Regions from separate parts of the Sus scrofa genome. Here all the other regions are linked to region 2. The links are chromatin contacts, called in public HiChIP or PLAC-seq maps. All regions are on one chromosome and are shown on one strand. The core of a region is the stretch at or near the end of the contact, and the rest is flanking DNA. Distances in the headings are between cores, read along the strand shown. Region 1 holds the start of SIGLEC11 (sialic acid-binding Ig-like lectin 11). Region 2 holds the start of ZNF473 (zinc finger protein 473). Region 3 holds the start of IZUMO2 (izumo sperm-egg fusion protein 2).

The links. HiChIP or PLAC-seq counts read pairs in DNA pulled down with a chosen protein or histone mark.
Region 1: a contact with region 2 is called in an H3K27ac HiChIP or PLAC-seq map of alveolar macrophages. The contact joins the promoter of SIGLEC11 here to the promoter of ZNF473 in region 2. A contact is called at or near these places in 4 of 47 Hi-C or Micro-C datasets (adipocytes, embryonic fibroblasts and epiblast stem cells) and 1 of 2 datasets of contacts at active chromatin or transcription factors (alveolar macrophages).
Region 3: an H3K27ac HiChIP or PLAC-seq map of alveolar macrophages shows a contact between it and region 2, with 2.8 times the contacts expected there. The contact joins the promoter of IZUMO2 here to the promoter of ZNF473 in region 2. A contact is called at or near these places in 1 of 5 promoter capture datasets (liver), 5 of 47 Hi-C or Micro-C datasets (embryonic fibroblasts, heart right ventricle, liver and 1 more) and 2 of 2 datasets of contacts at active chromatin or transcription factors (alveolar macrophages and skeletal muscle).

Annotation. Positions count from the first base shown.
Region 1 is chr6:54,962,691-54,965,390 of Sscrofa11.1, forward strand. It overlaps SIGLEC11 (sialic acid-binding Ig-like lectin 11), which reads left to right and starts at 1,318. Exons shown (of 10, transcript XM_013998680.2): 1 at 1,318-1,470; 2 at 1,553-2,359; 3 at 2,554-2,601. The coding sequence starts at 1,696.
Region 2 is chr6:55,007,957-55,010,816 of Sscrofa11.1, forward strand. It overlaps ZNF473 (zinc finger protein 473), which reads left to right and starts at 1,296. Exons shown (of 6, transcript XM_021094774.1): 1 at 1,296-2,468; 2 at 2,557-2,751. VRK3 (inactive serine/threonine-protein kinase VRK3) reads right to left here. Exons shown (of 16, transcript XM_013998683.2): 2 at 2,360-2,860; 3 at 999-1,059.
Region 3 is chr6:55,068,508-55,071,207 of Sscrofa11.1, forward strand. IZUMO2 (izumo sperm-egg fusion protein 2) reads right to left here and starts at 1,430. Exons shown (of 6, transcript XM_021094780.1): 1 at 654-1,430; 2 at 384-458. The coding sequence starts at 1,209.

The DNA of each region.
Region 1 (2,700 bases), core at 68-2,567, 45 kb before region 2:
GAATGTGTGTGACAGCATGTACAGAGCACAAACCTGGATGGAGTTTTTGTGCCTGTGTGTGCCCTTTTTTTTTTTTAAGGGCCAAACCCATGGCATATGGAGGTTCCCAGGCTAGGGGTCAAATCGGAGCTGTAGCCGCTGGCCTATGTTACAGCCATAGCAATGCAGGATCTGAGCCTTGTCTGCGACCTACACCACAATACACTGGATCCTGAACCTACTGAGCAAGGCTGGGGATTGAACCTGTATCCTCATGGATGCCAGTCAGATTCGTTTCTGCTGAGCCACGACAGGAACTCCTGACCACCGTTTTTATTGGAGCCTCTTGCAGGTTGAATTGCTTCCTTCCCAAAGACGAATCCTGGATTATGTAGTCTTTTGTGTCTGGCGTCTTTGGCTTGGCGTAATCTTTTGAGGGCCCTCACATTGTAGTGTGTGTCAGGGCTGCATTCCTGTTGACGGCTGAGTAATATTCCATTGTGTGGCTGGACCACATTTTGTTCATAGTATTTTTTATTTGCTAGTTAATATCCAATCCATAGGGCTTGATGGGGGTAGGGGGTGGGCAGTAGAGACCCTCACAGGCGCTCACCTCTCAGCTCACCACACCCCTCCCCTTCCTGTACCCAGCTGGAGGCATGCAGGGACAGGGCGGGGGGGAGTGGGGCAGAGAGCCTGTCCCTGGATGCAAGACATCCCCAGATCACCTGCGTGTGATCCAAGGTTCTGATTCCCCCGGTGCCTCCTCCTTATCCCATTAGACTTTATTCACAAAGTGCAAATCCAAAGATAAAATTATTGGGAATTTCAAGATGGCAACCTCAGTTCATCAAACCCCAGGCCCTTCTGAGCCTGGGGCCTTGTGCCGTAATTTCTTAATGTGGAGCCCAGGGCCTTGTGTGGACACACACTCGGCCCCAAGACAGGTGCGGGGTCAAGGGGTTGAGGGTCCTTGGGGAGCCTGAGGAGGACATTGGGTTTGGGGTCATACAGGGAAAGGCAGGAGTTGGGAGGCCCTCCTCTGTCCCCAGCACCTGCATAGAGTAGAGAGATGTTTGCTGGCGCACGAATGAGTGAGTGAATGAATAAGTGAGTGAGGGAATCCCTGCCTCCAGCACCTCACCTGGCGCCCTTCCTCACCTGTTTGCCTTCAGAGCCCCATTCCCGGCACTGCCCTCCCCCTAGGCTGAGCCCTGCAGGCTCCCCCCGCCACCCCCCGCCCCCTGCCCTGATGCCTCCATCCATGAAAGGAGAAGTCAGAAGAGATGTATTCCAGACCTCTGCGATTCTGAGCTTCCTCTTTTGCTCTTTTGCAGATAGGCAGTGCCCCTTCTCCCCCAGAAGCTTCCTGTTGGAGCTTCCTTCTAGGACAGACAGGCAGGTCCAGAAGGTGGACAGTCCTGAGAAGTCCTGACCCCATGGACGTGAAGATGCTGCCGCTGCCGCTGCTGCTGCTCTTGCTGCGCATGGGTGAGCGGTAGGTGGGGAGAGGGGGTCCGGGGCTGGGGCGGGGGCTGGGGCTGCAGCTGAGCCTCTGTGTCCCTGCCCCCAGTGTCCCCGCAGAGGGACCCATGGTACCAGCTCCAAGTGCAGGAATCTGTGACAGTGCCGGAGGGTCTATGCGTCCTTGTGCCCTGCACCATCTCCTAACCCTGGACGGGCTGGAATGACGCTACTCCCGCCTACGGCTACTGGATGCGGAAAGAGGAGAAACCCCAAAATGATGTCATTGTGGCCACAAACCACCCCGTCAGGGCCGCACAAAAGAGGAGGAAATTCCCATTCGACCTCTCCGGGGACCCCGGGGCCAACAACTGCTCCCTGAGCATCAGAGACGCCAGGAAGAGGGACAGTGGAAGCTATTATTTTCAGCTGGTGAGAGGAGCTGAGGTGAAATACAGTTTCAGACGTAGTCTGCTCACTGTGAACGTGACAGGTACAGAGTGGTCCCCAGGAACTGACCACAGCAGGGGGCGAGCGAGAGGTGGTCCCTGCCTCTCATCTCTAAGGGGGATAGTGACAGATCAGGGTTGGGCCCCCGCGGGGGTCCCCTCTGGGATCTGGCCTCTCCCTCTTTCCTCTCCAGCACTGACATGGACCCCTGATATCTACATCAAGGAGCCCCTGGCATCTGGCTCCGGCAGCCACCTGACGTGCTCCCTGCCAGGCGCTTGTGACTGGGCCACGCCCCCCACCATCTCCTGGATGGGGGCTGCCCCGGACGCCTCAGCTGCCTCTAACTCCTCAGAGATCCTGCTCACCCCCCGCCCCCAGGACCATGGCACCGACCTCACTTTCCGGGTGACCTTCCCCAGGGCTGGTGTGAGCACGGAGTGGACCCTCCAGCTCAACGTGTCATGTGAGCGCAGGACCTGGGATGGCGGGCACCTGCGGGGGGGCGGGATGGGCGCTGGCGGCCCAGAGGCCAGGGGCCTGGGAGGGGTGGCGGGGAGGAGGCAGGCCCTGTTCTGCTTTGCTTCCTATTTCTGCACTTCCCCCGGGATGGGGTTGGGGGAGGAAAGCCAGCTCTGACTCCCTTCCTCACTGCTCTAGATGCTCCCCGGAACCTGGCCATCGGCATCTCTCGAGGAAATTGCACAGGTAGGACGCAAGGGCCCTGGGGACACAGGGAGAGGAGAGCCCCCATTCACTCTTAGGCAAGATTATTTTTACCTGATTCACTATGTGCAAAGACGATTT
Region 2 (2,860 bases), core at 46-2,545:
GCCTACACCACAGCCACAGCAACACCAGATCCGAGTTGAGTCTGCAACCTATACCATAGCTCACAGCAATACCGAATCCTTAACCCACTGCTGGAGGCCAGGGATTAAACCTGTGTCCTCATGGATACTAGTCAAATTCATTTCCACTGAGCCATGACGGGAAATCCTGGTGAACATTTTTAAGCTAGAAGAGTCACCACTGCCACAATAATCCTGAAGCCCATGTTGATGCTGGAGCCACGAGATCAAAATTGTCTAGAGGATAGCTACCCTGGAGAGTTGTTCCAAACTTTGTATTAATCCTTGTGTTTGGGTTAAGCTACTGAGATTTGGGGGTCCTTGTTACTGGAGCATGGTCTACATTTAAAAGACTTTGCTAGGTACTTGGGTAAATAAAATCTGAAAATTTGTGGCTTTTTTGTTTGCTTGTTTTGGCCACATCTGCAGTCTATGGAAGCTCCTGGGCTAGGGATCAAATCTGAGCTGCAACCTACGCCCCAGCTGTAGCAATGCCAGATTCTTAACCCATTGTGTCATAGTGGGAACTTCTGTGGTGGTTTTTGGTTTTTTGTTTTAAATCTCTTTAGGGTTCACCCACGGCATATGGAGGGTTCCAGGTTAGGGGCTGAATTGGAGCTGTAGCCCCTGGCCTACACCACAGCTCAGGGCAATGCCAGATCCTTAACCCACTGAGCGAGGCCAGGGATCAAACCTGCATCCTCATGAATGCTAGTCAGATTTGTTTCTGCTGAGCCATGACAGGAACTCCCAGTGGTGGTATTAAGTGTCTTTGCTTTCAGTGGAATTTCCCCAGCTACCGAGTGCCGCTGGATAAAGATGGCCTCCAGGGATGAGCAAGTGCCTGGACCACTGCCATGTCCATGATAACCTTCCTCTTGGGAGTGAAGTCTGAGAGAAGCAACATACAGGAGATGGAGGAGGAGCAGGCTATTGGAGGGGAACTGGCTTTAAGGGGCATGTGCCTGAGGGGATGGTACCTTTATGGGTCACAGATGGCCCTCAGATTCACTGGGCTGAAAACTCCATCTAAACAGTGTCCTGTAAGTGAAAAAAGGTACAGAGGCTGACTCAGGGTCACTGCACATGTAGATAAAAGATACTAGTTAACATTCACTGAGCTTTGGCTACGTAGCCAGTCTGTGCTAAGGTCATTCATTCATTCAATAAGTACTCACTGGACTCCTAAGATGTGCCAACTTGCTGCGGATACAGTAGCAAAGGAAACAAGGCTCCTGACCGACATAGCTCACATTCCAGTGGGGGAAGACAAGTTTACTAAACAAATAAGTAAGTGTTTAATAAGTCAGATGGAAAAAAAAAAGTAAATCGGATGGAGATAAACTCTCAAAAAATATAGATAGAAGAAAGAAGGGAATCTCAGAGTCTTGAAGTCAGCAGACCAAGGTCATGCTGTTAGTTCAGGACTTAAAACCAAGGCTCCAACATTCAGGTCAACCTTTAGCATTTATTCATCCATTTACTTTATTTATTCTGCAAATATTTACTGAACATCTGCTATGTGTTAAGTACTTTGTCTCTCCTGGAAACTTCTGAGACCAAAAACAGAAGAGGAGCTTAAGGTAAGACTCCACCTTCCGTCAGGAGAGCTAATACGTCTCGACCCCGCCCCCTACAGAACCCAGGGATGACGTAGTACTAAGGCGGGGCGTCTGACAAACTCTCCACTAGCCACGCCCACCACCAAGAACCCAACTAAGCTTGAGACAGCAGAAACCAGCCGGTGATCCCGACGCCCAGAAGTCTCTTTCACCCCGAACCCCGACCCCCGCTCCTGCGGGCTCGGCCTCCCATAAAGGGTCGTGCTGACGACCGAATTGTGGCTAGGGTGTCTGGAGACCTGCCCCTGGTTCGCCTCGCTTTCCCCTCACCTCTGGATTTGGTGAGCCTGGGAGCGGGGGGGGGGGGGGGCAGATATTTGCAGCCTGACCCTCGAATCTTCCAGGGGAACCAGGACCGACCTTCTCAGTTGCCCCGGAGAAACTTCCGCCCAGGCAGAAGGTGCTGCGCGCGCATCCTCTCGCCAGAGGGAGGACTGCGCCCGCGCAGTCCAACCTGGCCTCCGGACTGCCCGCGGGCTATGACTACCTGGTTACTTCATTTCCCAGGCACCTTCGCGGCAGGTCAGCCCTCTGACTCAAAAGTGGGGGAGGGATTATTCCCTCATCGCCCAACCCCGTCTCACCTTCCGTGGAATGCGTCGTGATTCTACAACGCATGTGCCCTGTGGAGCCAATCGTAAGGAGGGATGGAATACGAGGCATATCTCCACCAATCAGAGGTCAAAGTCTCATTTCTTCCGCCTCAACCCCACCCTTACCTTCTCGCGTGTTCCCTCAGGAATTCAGGTTCTTCCTCAACGTGTTTCCACGGCAACCCTCTAGTTGTCGCCTTCAGAAATGGAAAAACCTCCCGGTCTTCTCCAAAAGGCAGGATAACATGATTAGAATGTCTTCGAAAGCTGGACTACAATGCCCAGATGACACTTGGTGCCAATTCTTTCTATTTATTTCCCAGCGTGCTCAGCGGGCCCTCCAACGACGAAGACGCTAGGGCAGATGAGAAGATAAGAGAAGTTCGCACAGCCCTCTGGGAAACGGAGTCTTGGCGTTGGCTCGCGGAGGCTCCCGGCTGGAGTAGTTCTGATATTCTCTCCGCAACGGAAGTGGCTGCAAGAAGGCGCGTGTGCCAACTCTGCGGACCAGTCTCGAGGTGAGGAGACGCCGGGGCTGGGATCGCTGAGGACTCTGGAGGCTTGTGGGCTCGGTCCTTCCTAAGGGGTAACGGAATGATCTTGGGGCGTGATCGGCACTGGGCGCGT
Region 3 (2,700 bases), core at 180-2,679, 61 kb after region 2:
TTTTAGGACCGCTCTGCTCCTCCCTGCTCAATCCCTCAAGGTGGGGTTTACGGAGCTTAGATCCCTCCCCTACCGCGGTCCTCAGGGCCCGCTACTGCCCACTGCTGTCTCAGGTTCGAAATCCTCAGCTCTGTAGTTCCCAGCTGTGCGACTTTGGAGCACGCCGCCTGTCTTAGCCTCAGCCTCCCCCTCTATAAACGGCAGATCACCATAGGGCCTCCCTTGATGAACTGTCCTAGACTCTTCTAGAACCCTGCCAGACACACACTAAAGGCTATACGCGTGTTTGCTTTTATTTTTATATGACGAGAAGGCATGGTGCACAGGTGGAAAAGGAGGCGGCGGAAGGGGGCTGGGAAAAGGCTTTCCCACTTAGCTCCTACCTCTCAGAGAATTAACCTTTAAGCTGTTTGTTTGATTCTTGATAAAGGACGCCACAAGGTCCAGCTGTTCTATCCCTGGGGCGAGAAGGGAGGAAATTCCAGTGGGTCCCTCCATCTCCCTCCGGGACGGGCCCCGCCCTTCCCCTCTTGGGGGCGGAGCCCCCAGAGCCATCATCTCCCCCGCCCGAGGCTACCCGGCTGGTCTCTTTGCCCCCCACCCCCGCCCCCGCCCCCGCCCCCGGACTGGGCACCACCCCCCTCAGTACGCACCCACTCTCCCCACAAAGGCATTCAGCGCGTAGTCTCGGAAGAAGGGCCCCTCCATGCCCAGCAGCAGGGCCTGAGCGCGGGCCCGCAGCTGCTGTACTTGGAAGCGGCTGGGGATGAGAGCGACACGCAGCTGGCTCAGGGCCTCCAGCACCGAGAGGTCACACTGCAGGCAGCCCCAGCCTCGGCGGGCGCTCAGGCCCAGGAGCAGCAGAAGGGCCAAGGCCGGAGGCATGGCGGAGGCCTTTGTGACGTCACAGAGAGAACCCGGCAGGCTCCTCCCCCAGGCAGGGGCGGAGTCAGGGAGGCCCAAGGAGAAACGCTCGCGTGCGCAGGCGCGTGCTTGCAGAGCACCTACTATGTGCCAGGCACGGGACTGGGAGCGAAGGAGAGAGTCTCGAAAAACAGAGGCCTCTGCCCAGGCTTCTTCGCGTTTACGGTCATTTTTTTCAACATATGCGTATTGAGCACCTACTGTGTGCCAGGTGCTGTTCCAGGAGCTGGGGTTAGAGCTGAGAAAACCACAAAAATCCCTGCTGTTTTCACCACTTACATTCATTAGTTCAACATATATTTACTGAGCACCTCTTACCGGCCAGTCCCTGTTCTAGGCCCGTGATGGATCACTGAGGCAAGTATTTATTATGGCCCCAACCCCTAGGAAGGAATCTGACATACAACAGTCAATAAATATTTGAGGGCGTTCTAGTTTTGGCTCAGAAGGTTACAAACCCAACCAGTATCCATGAGCATGCGGGTTCGATCTCTGGCCCTGCTCAGTGGGTAAGGGGATCCAGCGGTTGCCCTGAGCTGTAGTGTGGCTTAGACCCACACTGCAGCCAGTCGGACCCCTAACCTGGGAACTTCATATGCCTCAGGTGCTGTCCTAAAAAGCAAATAAATAAATCAATATTTGGAAAAAAGTCATTTTCCATTTCTGTCTGTTTCCTCCTCCCTAAAATGAGGATAAAAATATACCTACCTTATCCCAAGGGTGCAGTGGTGTTCCCTGGTGTCCCAACAGTTTAGGATTTCTCACTGTCACTGCTGTGAATGGGATTTGATCCCTGGCCTGGGAACTTCTGCATGCCATGAGCACGGCCAACAAACAAACAAATAAACAAAAAACCCACAAACGAAAAACCCCAAAACAAAAACCGAAATCCGAACTGTAAACTGTAAAACAAAAAACCCCAAAACAAAAACCGAAATCTGAACTTTAAATTGTATTGGGCTGTAATGGATTTAAACGTAGATTGCAAAAAATGGATTCTCAATTCAGTTATTGAGACTGCCTTAAACATGTTTGGAAGAACTGAAGTATGTGAATCTACTACTTCAGCTGTAAAAGGTATGAAATCTAAAAAGAGAGAAAGTGTCATTAATGAAAAAATCAGTGTCGGAATTGACCTGTGCTGTCCTAAGATCATTTTAAAGGTTCAGTGTAATAAAAGGTAAAAAACTTTTTTTATATTAGTTGCACTTTGAAGTGATACTATTTTGCTGTATTGAGTTAAATAGAATATAATTAATGTCACTGTCCATTTTTACCTTTTTCATGTGGCCAGCAGAAATCTGATTACTTAGGGGGTTTGAATTATATTTAAATTGAACATCGCTGGCCTCGCACATAATGATGCTTAATAGGTATCACTTGAAGTGAATCAGATGTGATTAAATTAATTGGGGTATAAAGGGGAGAATCACTTAAGGTGTCATGGGGTGCTCCCTGAGTCTTTCTCCCCATTAACCTCATTGAATTTAATCACATCTGATTCACTTCAAATGATCCCCATTAGGCCTCATCCCTGTGCTTGGCAGGAGAGAAACAGGAGAGAATTTCGCTTGGGTGTGATCACCGTCTTGTGGTCTAATCAGCCCATGACACCTTAAGTGATTCTCAACCAAAGCCCCCAGTTAATTTTATCCCAGCGAATTCAATGCACATGACACCTACTAGGCACCAACTGCATGCTAGGCCACAAATAGAGGAGAGAATTTCAATCGGGGGACTTCACAAGCCTCATTTGAGCCATTATCTACCAGCATG